2 separate regions of the Mus musculus genome follow, and region 2 is linked to region 1. The links are chromatin contacts, called in public promoter capture Hi-C maps. All regions are on one chromosome and are shown on one strand. Each heading gives the region's core, a stretch centred on a gene start, on an enhancer-like site or on the middle of the called end of the contact. The rest is flanking DNA. Distances are from core to core; before and after follow the strand shown. Region 1 has its middle 57 kb from the start of Platr6. Region 2 overlaps Sgk1 (serum/glucocorticoid regulated kinase 1).

What was found. Capture Hi-C pulls out chosen DNA fragments and counts their contacts.
Region 2: a contact with region 1 is called in a promoter capture Hi-C map of adipose tissue. The contact joins two enhancer-like sites. A contact is called at or near these places in 8 of 484 Hi-C or Micro-C datasets (the AML12 cell line, B cells, CD8 T cells and 5 more), 7 of 115 datasets of contacts at active chromatin or transcription factors (embryonic stem cells, pancreatic cancer cells and trophoblast stem cells) and 3 of 9 other capture datasets (adipose tissue, liver and pancreatic islet).

Annotation. Positions count from the first base shown.
Region 1 is chr10:21,799,143-21,803,510 of GRCm38.p6, forward strand. No RefSeq gene overlaps it. Among named protein-coding and RNA genes, the nearest start is that of Platr6, 57 kb to the right of the region's middle. Within about 2 kb of position 2,494, at least 49 of the 459 cell types and tissues checked have an H3K27ac peak or open chromatin away from gene starts, as enhancers often do. A contact at or near this core is called in adipose tissue, where this site is marked.
Region 2 is chr10:21,971,332-21,975,699 of GRCm38.p6, forward strand. The region is part of intron 3 of Sgk1 (serum/glucocorticoid regulated kinase 1); the gene reads left to right. Among named protein-coding and RNA genes, the nearest start is that of Gm34267, 85 kb to the right of the region's middle. Within about 2 kb of position 2,215, at least 7 of the 459 cell types and tissues checked have an H3K27ac peak or open chromatin away from gene starts, as enhancers often do. A contact at or near this core is called in adipose tissue, where this site is marked.

The sequences.
Region 1 (4,368 bases), core at 1,244-3,743:
TTAACTCTGAACTGAGTATCATTCATTAACAAAAAGGCTGGATGGGTGCAGGCAGGAACAAAGACCTGGGGGTCTGCACTTGGCACTGAGGCTGCAGATTCTTGCTGCTGCAGCTTTCTGATGCACATAGCAGTGACCGCCACTCTCAGAGGCCTGGTTCTGCAGTGTATTTTGTTTCATTCCCGGCCACTCAGCCCAGACTTTTCCCTCAGCTTTCCCAACAACCTGGAAATTACCTGTACACCCTAGCAAATTCTTTTCTGCTTATTCTACTGAGTGGATACTCTATTATCAAGATAATGCTGATTGAAATATTGAATGGCTCATGTTAAGTTTGTTTTTTTTTTCTTTTTGGTGGGGGAACAACGGTGTTTTGTTTTGATTTGTAACCCAGGCTGACTTGGAACTCTTGCTATGTAGCTCAGGCAGTCCTCAAATATAAGGCAATCCTCCTGCCTCTGCTCCTGGAGTGTTGGGAAGATAGGCATTGCCATTATTTCAGACTTAGGTGTTCTTCATGCCATAAAATTAAAAATAATTGTTCCTGTGAACACGGGCAGTCATACATCTCTGTAGCATTTCCCTGCAGCCCACAAGGAGAAAAACAGTGAGGACAGACTCACAATGAAAGAAACAGGTAGGGCTCCCGTTGCTGCATCCCCAAAGGTTTCCCCCATTTTTGGAATGTTATGCCGAAGGATTTTGGTTTAGTGTCTCCCTTCTCTCCTGGAATATAAAGGCCATAAAACAGGTGCATAATTGACATGTGTCCAGCCAGGACCCCATATATGAAAGCAAACATATTTCTGGCTCACTGTAGATACGCAATAAACAATGTGTGACTCTATAAAGTCATGGGGGTAATTTGTAAACATACCCAGGTTGGACATATGTCTATGCAATGATGCCAATAGTTGTCACTTACAGAAGTCTACTGAAAATAGTCACATATATATTATCCCGTTCCTCTACAGAACAGGGTTATCATCGTTGTTTCACAAATAAGAAACCACACTTAACAGCAATCTCCAGTGTTGGAGGGTTTGGGGTTTGGTTTTGGTTTTGGTTTTTGTTTTGGGGGAGGGTGTTGTTGTTTTGTTTTGGGACTGGATCTCACTGTGCAGCCCTGGCTCTCCTGGAACTCACTCTGTAGACCAGACTGGCCTCAAACTCAGAGATCTGCCTGCCTCGGCCTCTCAAGTGCTGGATTTAAAGATATGCAGCACCAGCCTGGCCTAACAATAAGGATTCTTATTTCAAAACCTATGATGCAGTTTCTATTACACTGTATATATTCAGTGTGGTGGATTCAGTCTCTCGCTGGATAACTGTGACTCTCCTCAGTATTCCAACCATCTAAGGAATCCAGGGCTTCTACAGTGCCCTCCTCCCTCCGTAGACCATCCTTCAACAAGAGTCCTGGAATTGAGCTGAATGTACGTAAGGAAAGACACCTTCCCCAGAGCATTACCTAGAAGTAGAAGAAAACAGCTCCCATGGGCCCCACTAGAGACTAGCAGGCAGGTAGTCTGTGTTCTGACAATGGATGAATGTTTCTGGCAACCAAATTCTAAACAAACCTACAGTGATTCTTTCTCCACAGGAAATATTTCAGATAAAACAATTTTACTCAGCGGCTGCTTCTGTTCTAACTCCATAATCACCTTGAAATACTTCCATACTCAGCTTTAAAGCTCCTTATAAAAGCCACTGTGGAGTGCCCATCCCCCTCTCTGCTTCCTGACAGAGGACCCAATGTGACCACTGCTTATGTCACCATGTCTTCTGATGGGACATACCCTCAAATTGTAAGAGGAAATAAACCACTCTTCCTCTCTTAAAAAAAAATCAATTAACCAATAAGTCAATGAATTTATCATCTGCCTATGTGTATGTATGTATGCATGTATGTATGTATGTATGTATGCATCTATCTATCTATCTATCTATCATTTATCTATCTATTATCTATTATGGTCAGGTTTGGTGGCACATACCAGCACTTGGGGGCATAGGATGCAGGTGGTTAGTCCAGAAGTTGAAGTTCATTCCTAGCTAATAGCATCACCAAGCCTGCTTGGGCTACACAAGACCCTGTTTTAAAAAGCAAAACAAATTTAAAAACAAAGGGCAATTCAACATACAATAAATTTGATGGATTGTTTCACCTTCAAGTAGAAATGGCACCCCCAGCTAGGTATCACTAATCTATGCCTTTAATCGATGACTATCGACCCGCAGACTCTATCACATGTAAGATATTATACTAGGAGTTTCATTTAAATGTAGTAATTTCAACCCTCCCTCAGTACAGTAAAACTAGGAAGAAGAAACATGTTTTAGTAAAACCATTTGCATGGTTATTGCTTTGGAGCCTTGAGTCATTATATGAAGTTTATTTCTTGGGGAAACATTTGGGTTAAGCTTAGTCATAGAAATACATATACCTCCAATTTGGCTGTGACTCAGCAGGATTCTTACTGACATGCAGTGTCCCCTGGCTACACATTAAGTCACTCTAGTTAAAAAAACACGCCCACAGCTTCTGGCGTAGATCTACTATCTCAAGTGTCGTATATTCTATTTGTTTTCTGAAGATTCTTAAGTCCTGAGTCAATTCCATTACTAAATTTTACTTCCGACCCTCTCTGCTCATCTGCTGAAGCGAAGAAGAAAGGGAAATGCTAACTCCCAGCAGATTGGAAGTGAGACATCTTTACTGGGGCCAATTTAAACAAAGACCAATTGTCCCTGACCCTTTGCCCAATGTTCTCTTGAAATGGAATCAGACCCCAGAGGATGAGTCATTACCCATTCAAGTCCAAGTGCAGAATAAATCCAAGTGAGGGCTCATTACCTGCAAGGAAAAGTCACTATGGCTCAAGATCTTTTAGATAGGTTGTATTCATGCATAATGTTTGAGTTTTGGGCCAATACTTGGTATATAAGTTTCCAGTCCATGTGTACTTAAAGATCAGAACCTCAATTATGGACCCCTGAGTTAATTGGCTATTATGTAGATTGGATTTTGATGTTTTAAAAATTCTTGGCGGGGCTGGTGAGATGGCTCAGTGGGTAAGAGCACCCGACTGCTCTTTCAAAGGTCCGAAGTTCAAATCCCAGCAACCACATGGTGGCTCACAACCATCTGTAACAAGATCTGACGCCCTCTTCTGGAGTGTCTGAAGACAACTACAGTGTACTTACATATAATAAATAAATAAATCTTAAAAAAAAAAATTCTTGGCAAAAACCTAAGAGGCATTTAATGTTCAAAAATATAGTGAAAATACAATGTGGTAGTTAGAGTCAAGGAAGAATCAATCAAATTCCTCCCTTATATGCATGCCCACCATTCCCCTTACTATGGGAGACACCTCATAATTGTTCTAGACTAGGGTTTCTCTCAACACAGGACAGAGATATTTATGTCAAACCAGAAAGTATTGGGGGCTATTGAATGTCTCTACCTCCCATTGAGATGAAATAATATTCCCTTCCAACAAAATCTATTCCATCTCTGGTCCCCTCAGTAATGGACTTTGGCCTAGCCAACCTGAAAGGAAGAAGGATGTCTCTATACATGAAGTGATTCCACATGGTTAGAGCCAAAGCACATTTTTCCCTCCCCTAATTCCCATCAGAATAAGGTTTATGCTTCCAGAAAAGTAGAGGGTTTAGACACATGTGTGGACTCCTTTCTTATTTGGGAACTAGAAAATGTTACTTGGGAAAAAATGGGTGGGGGAAAAGATGTGGAAGGTCCCCTGCATGGGAGACAGTGTCACTTCAACAGTGGCCACCCAGTAGTTAGAACACACAGATCAGCCTCCTGAGTCTACCCAATTTGGAGGCGGCAAACTCAAGGAGAAAGGCTGGTCTCTGCAAATTGGAGGTTTTCATGAAGACTTGCTTCGAGCTGGGAAAACAAAAACAAAAACAAATAAACTTTGACATTGTTTTGGGGATGATATTCCTGGGGGAAATGGATAATTTTATATCCTAGGAATATGGTGGTAACTTTTCCCAGCCAGTAGCATGGCTTTCTTTTTCCTAAATAATTAGTTTCCAAATGACTTATAATGTGAATTTGCTTGCTTAATGGAAATACAGTGTGCAGATCTGTATTTCTTATTAGCTCTCTAAGAAGCAATAATAGTCAAAGCTTGCAAAGCTTATTAAGACTAATACTCAGATGTGTTTAAATGCATTAAAAAGCCTGCATAAAGAATATGCACTATTGATCCCATTCACAGACTCAGCTTTGCAGAGGGCCCATTAAGTTACAACATGTTATCAATGTAAATTAGTCCCCAAAGGGTGACTTTCTTCAGCTTAAAATGAGCAGGCCTAGAACACTGGAAATTG
Region 2 (4,368 bases), core at 965-3,464, 170 kb after region 1:
TGTGTGTAAAACACTATTTTCTTTGAAAGACTAAGTTTATCTATCATTTTATCTATCATCCTTTTTTTTTTCTGTTTTGTATTATGCGTGTCTTATGAAGGATGATGAGAGAACATGACAGTGCCTCGCCTGCCTTCGCCGTCCTTCAGGCCATTAGCAAAGCAACAGCTTAATAAACAAACCGTCTGCCGGCTGAGACTGCTAAGATCCACACTATGTATGATGGAGGAGCAAAGCCTTGGTGTGAATGATGCTTGATGTGGTGTGGAGAGAACACAAGGAGAGGGGCCTCAGCTGGGACAGGCACAGAGACCTGGGCTACTTGTAGATGGCAGAGGTATTATGATGGAAGAACACTGAATGCAGAACATCAGAACATGTCTGAGACAGTGGGATTGTGAGTTGAAGGCCAGCCTGGGGTCAGGGCAAATCTCTGTCTCAGAGATAAAACAAGAAGTCTGTCGTGTCTGCTCACTTTGAAATTTTTTGTGTGACTTGAGGGGTATAACAGGGTCTCTCTTGTAGCACCTCCTCCCTGACATAGTCATTCATGCAGTTACTGGAGCATTTAAATCTCCAGGTATGGTACTGGAATTGTCCCATGGATGCTTAATTTAGTCAGTTTTTGTCACACAAATTCTGTATGTGTGTGTTTGTGTGTGTGTGTGTGTGTGTGTGTGTGTGAGAGAGAGAGAGAGAGAGAGAGAGAGAGAGAGGGAGAGGGAGAGAGAGAAATATGTATTGTATTTGGGTACTTTCAGAGGACAGAGGACAAGTTGTGTCATTCCTCAGACAGCATCTAACTTTTTCTTGAGACAAGGTCTCTATGTGACCTAGAATTCATCAAGGAGCCTAGGCTAAGCAAGCCCCAGGGCTCCATCCATTGTCTCTGACACCCTATCAGCAGGAACCCAAGGTCAGCACCACATCTGCACCACATCTGGCTTCTATACAAGTTCTGGAGAGCGCCACATATATTTTAAAGTTTCGTTGTTAGATACATGTGATTTATTCATTTCTTTAAAAAAATTTACTATTTGTTTGTTTGTTTGTTTGTTTTGAGGAAAAGAAAGAGAATGAAAAAGTTATCCTGTAGCCCAGGCTAGCCTTGAACTCCCGCTAAGAGTACAGTCTTTAGCTCGTCAAAATCTTCCTACCACAACTTCCAGGATTTGAGACACCATGCTTGCCTCTTCTCTCTTTTTCTTTACATCTGATATGTGTGTGTGTGTGTGTGTGTGTGTGTGTGTGTGTGCTTGCACTAGGGACTGAACTTAGGGCTTTGTGTATCAAGTGTATTAAGTGTTCTTACACAGAGCTATATCCCTAGTGAGATTTATTTATTTATTCACCTGCTTACTTTTAATCTTTATATTTGTCCCCAATTTTGAGTGCTATATTAGTCAGGGTTGTCTATAGAGGCAGAATCAATGAATGGGAAGTCCAAGAATCCAGAAGTTGCTTAGGCCATGAGGCTGGCTGTCTCAGCTGGTCTTCAGTAGCCACTAGAATCCCAAAGAGGTAGGCTCTAATGCCAGTGGAGGCATGGACCTGCTAGAAAGACAGAAGCAATCAGACACAGAGCAAAAGCTTCCTTTTCTCATGTCCTCGAGATCTGAATGAAAGGCATGTATGTGTCTTCCTACCTTAGATATCTAGACAAGACGTGGATCCAACCACTTCAAACAAAGCAAAAATATTTCACCGGTGTGCCCTTCATTTCTGAATTGCAGTTCATCCCAGATGTAGTCAAGTTGACAACCAAGAGTAGCCGTCACAGATACAATAAGCCTAAATAAACTACATAGTCTCTTGTTTGTTTGTTACCCAGACAGGGTTTCTCTGTGTAGTCCTGTTCTGGAAATTGCTATATAGAACAGTTGCTGCCAACTCAAGAGATACGCCTGTCTCTGCCTCTCAAGTGCTGGGAATAAAGGCGTGTGTCACCACACCCATTCAAATATTATTTTATAAAGAATAATGAGTTTCTGAGGATCAGCTCACCCTGAAGTCTGGTAGGAACATTTTCCCGCCCAGCATTCTTTGCGAGAGGAAGACTGGCATGTTCTCTGCCATGTGCAGCTGCTGGAGAGACACAAACGTACTGTTTTGTCTCGGTGTTACGTTTAGGATTTATAAGTGCTTCAGTCTTCACACGGAGTGTAAGGAAGAGAGCCACATGTTGAGGGTCATGTGGTAATCCCTGCAGGCAGGGGGTCAGTTACCACAAGCTTGAGGGCAGCGTGACCTCATGGTAAGAGCAAATCATCTCAGGAAGAAGGAAGGATGGGAAGACGGTAGAAGGGGAGGGAGGGAGAGGGAGAAAGAGGAGTAGAAATGAAGAATCGAATCAGCCCGCTTTCAAGTCCACCCTCTTCTCTGGGGCTGGAGTCCTTCACACCTTCTCAGCATTCACTCAGACGAGCGAACAGGCTACACAAGTTCAAACTCCTTTCTGCTGTCACGGTAGACTGAAACTTGTGCGCACCATTTGCTTTTTTTGTACACATTGGTTTTAAGTTGCCGGCCCTGTGGTCTGGAATAGACTATAAATTAGGATTTCGACACAGAGTGAGTCTCCCTCCAAGTTCACAGTGTGCTTTCCCCAGTGCTACTATTGGCAACTATGATAGCGTTCTCTGTGCTGAGAAGCCAGTGACGATAGGCAATGATCAAACCATAGAGCAGCCTTGAGGACCACACTTTTATCCGGGCACTTGCTTGCCAGGTAAGAGAATGGCTCCCTGAAACTCTTCCTGCATTTCTTCAAGTCTGCTTATCACAAGCTGCTTTAACCCTTACATCTGTCAAAATGTCTAGATTTAGTTTCGAGTGCTCATTTGTTTGCTGTTTGAGACAGGGTGTTGTTGTGTCATCCAGGCTATGTTCAAACGCCCGGCCATTGTCCTGTGTAGGCTTCCCAATCTCTGGGATTATAGACATAAACTTCTGGGCACAGCTAGATTATTTTGAAGGGAAAATTTAAGAGCCACAGTCAAAACTGAGGGTATTTTTTTCCTGAGGAGAAAAGTTAATGTTCTATTTTGTTTCAGAATTCTATGTGTGTGGTTTGCATGTGTTTCTATGTTTGTGTGTCTCTGTGTGGTTACGTGTGTGCTTCCATGTGTGATAGTATGTGTGTATGTATGTGTCTGTGTTGGCTGTAGAATAAATGTGACATGAAAATGGAAGAGGGGCCCCCTGGGTGGGAGGGAACGCGTTGGGAAGGGGAGCCAGGGTGATGGGGGGGGGGTGTAGAGGAGAGACGTAATCCACAGTAGTGATGTGTAAGAAAAACCAGAAAAAAATACACTTGGTAATTAAATCAAACAATAAAGTTCCTCAAAAAGAGTGCATCGAGTTACTTTGTATAGATGGAAAAAAATTAATGTATTATTAAATGGAAATCTCAGTTCCAGATGTGGGCTGCCTTGCTATAAGTTATTAGCCAGGAAAGACCTTGCAGAGCCCAAAGTAACACAGGCAACTGTCCAAGCTGCTATTTGCTGACCAGAACTAGACGGTAATACCCCATTGATAAGACACCACATGCCTTGATCATAGGACAGGGAAAGTCAAGCTGGAACTGGACTGGAATTTTCCTCCTTGCTGGTCAGCCCTCAGAATTCCAGAAGGTGCTATGCAGGCTGCCAGGGGAGGATTCTCAGTAAGTCTTACTCAGCTGTGGACGCGTTGTTCAAGGTGAGCCTGCTGGTGCAATGTGTTAGTCAGGTTTGTTATGGGGGTAACCAGCTGTTCTTTGATTGGATTTGGTCCTGGGTCCATAAGAAGAAACTGACTTCTGGTATTATAAACCTAGTTGAAAGCCTGTGGCTTGTGAGGTTATTTGGCCTAGTGAGAGAGTTTTTATATTTTCTAAGTGGACATGATATGCCTCCCAAATTGCCTTCTCTATAACTGTGTTTGTGGCCATAGAGTGCTACTACTATTGGCATTGGTCAGAGAGGTTCTGTTCTGCAGTGATCAGCGGTGACTGGTCAAGGTACACATATAAATGAATGTTGAATGCCCAGCTGTAATGGGGTGTCTCTAACATGCCCTTCACAGTACAGGGAACACTGTTGAAGAGGGGGTGGAAAGAATGGAAAAATCTAGAGAAGAATGTGGGGTGGACTGCAGAGTGCAGACAGCAGCTCCCAAGCACTCTGTAGCTATGACACTCTGGGGCTCACAGGTGTGGCTTCCTGTGTGAGCCCCACACACCGGGAGCTGTCAACACCCTATCACACACAGGAGGCGGAGCATACCTCAGCCACAAAATCAGTTCTCTTATCAACTCTGATTCAGACTACTTTGCTTTGTAGAAGTTGAAATTTGACCACCGATGACCTCAATATGACAATAGCC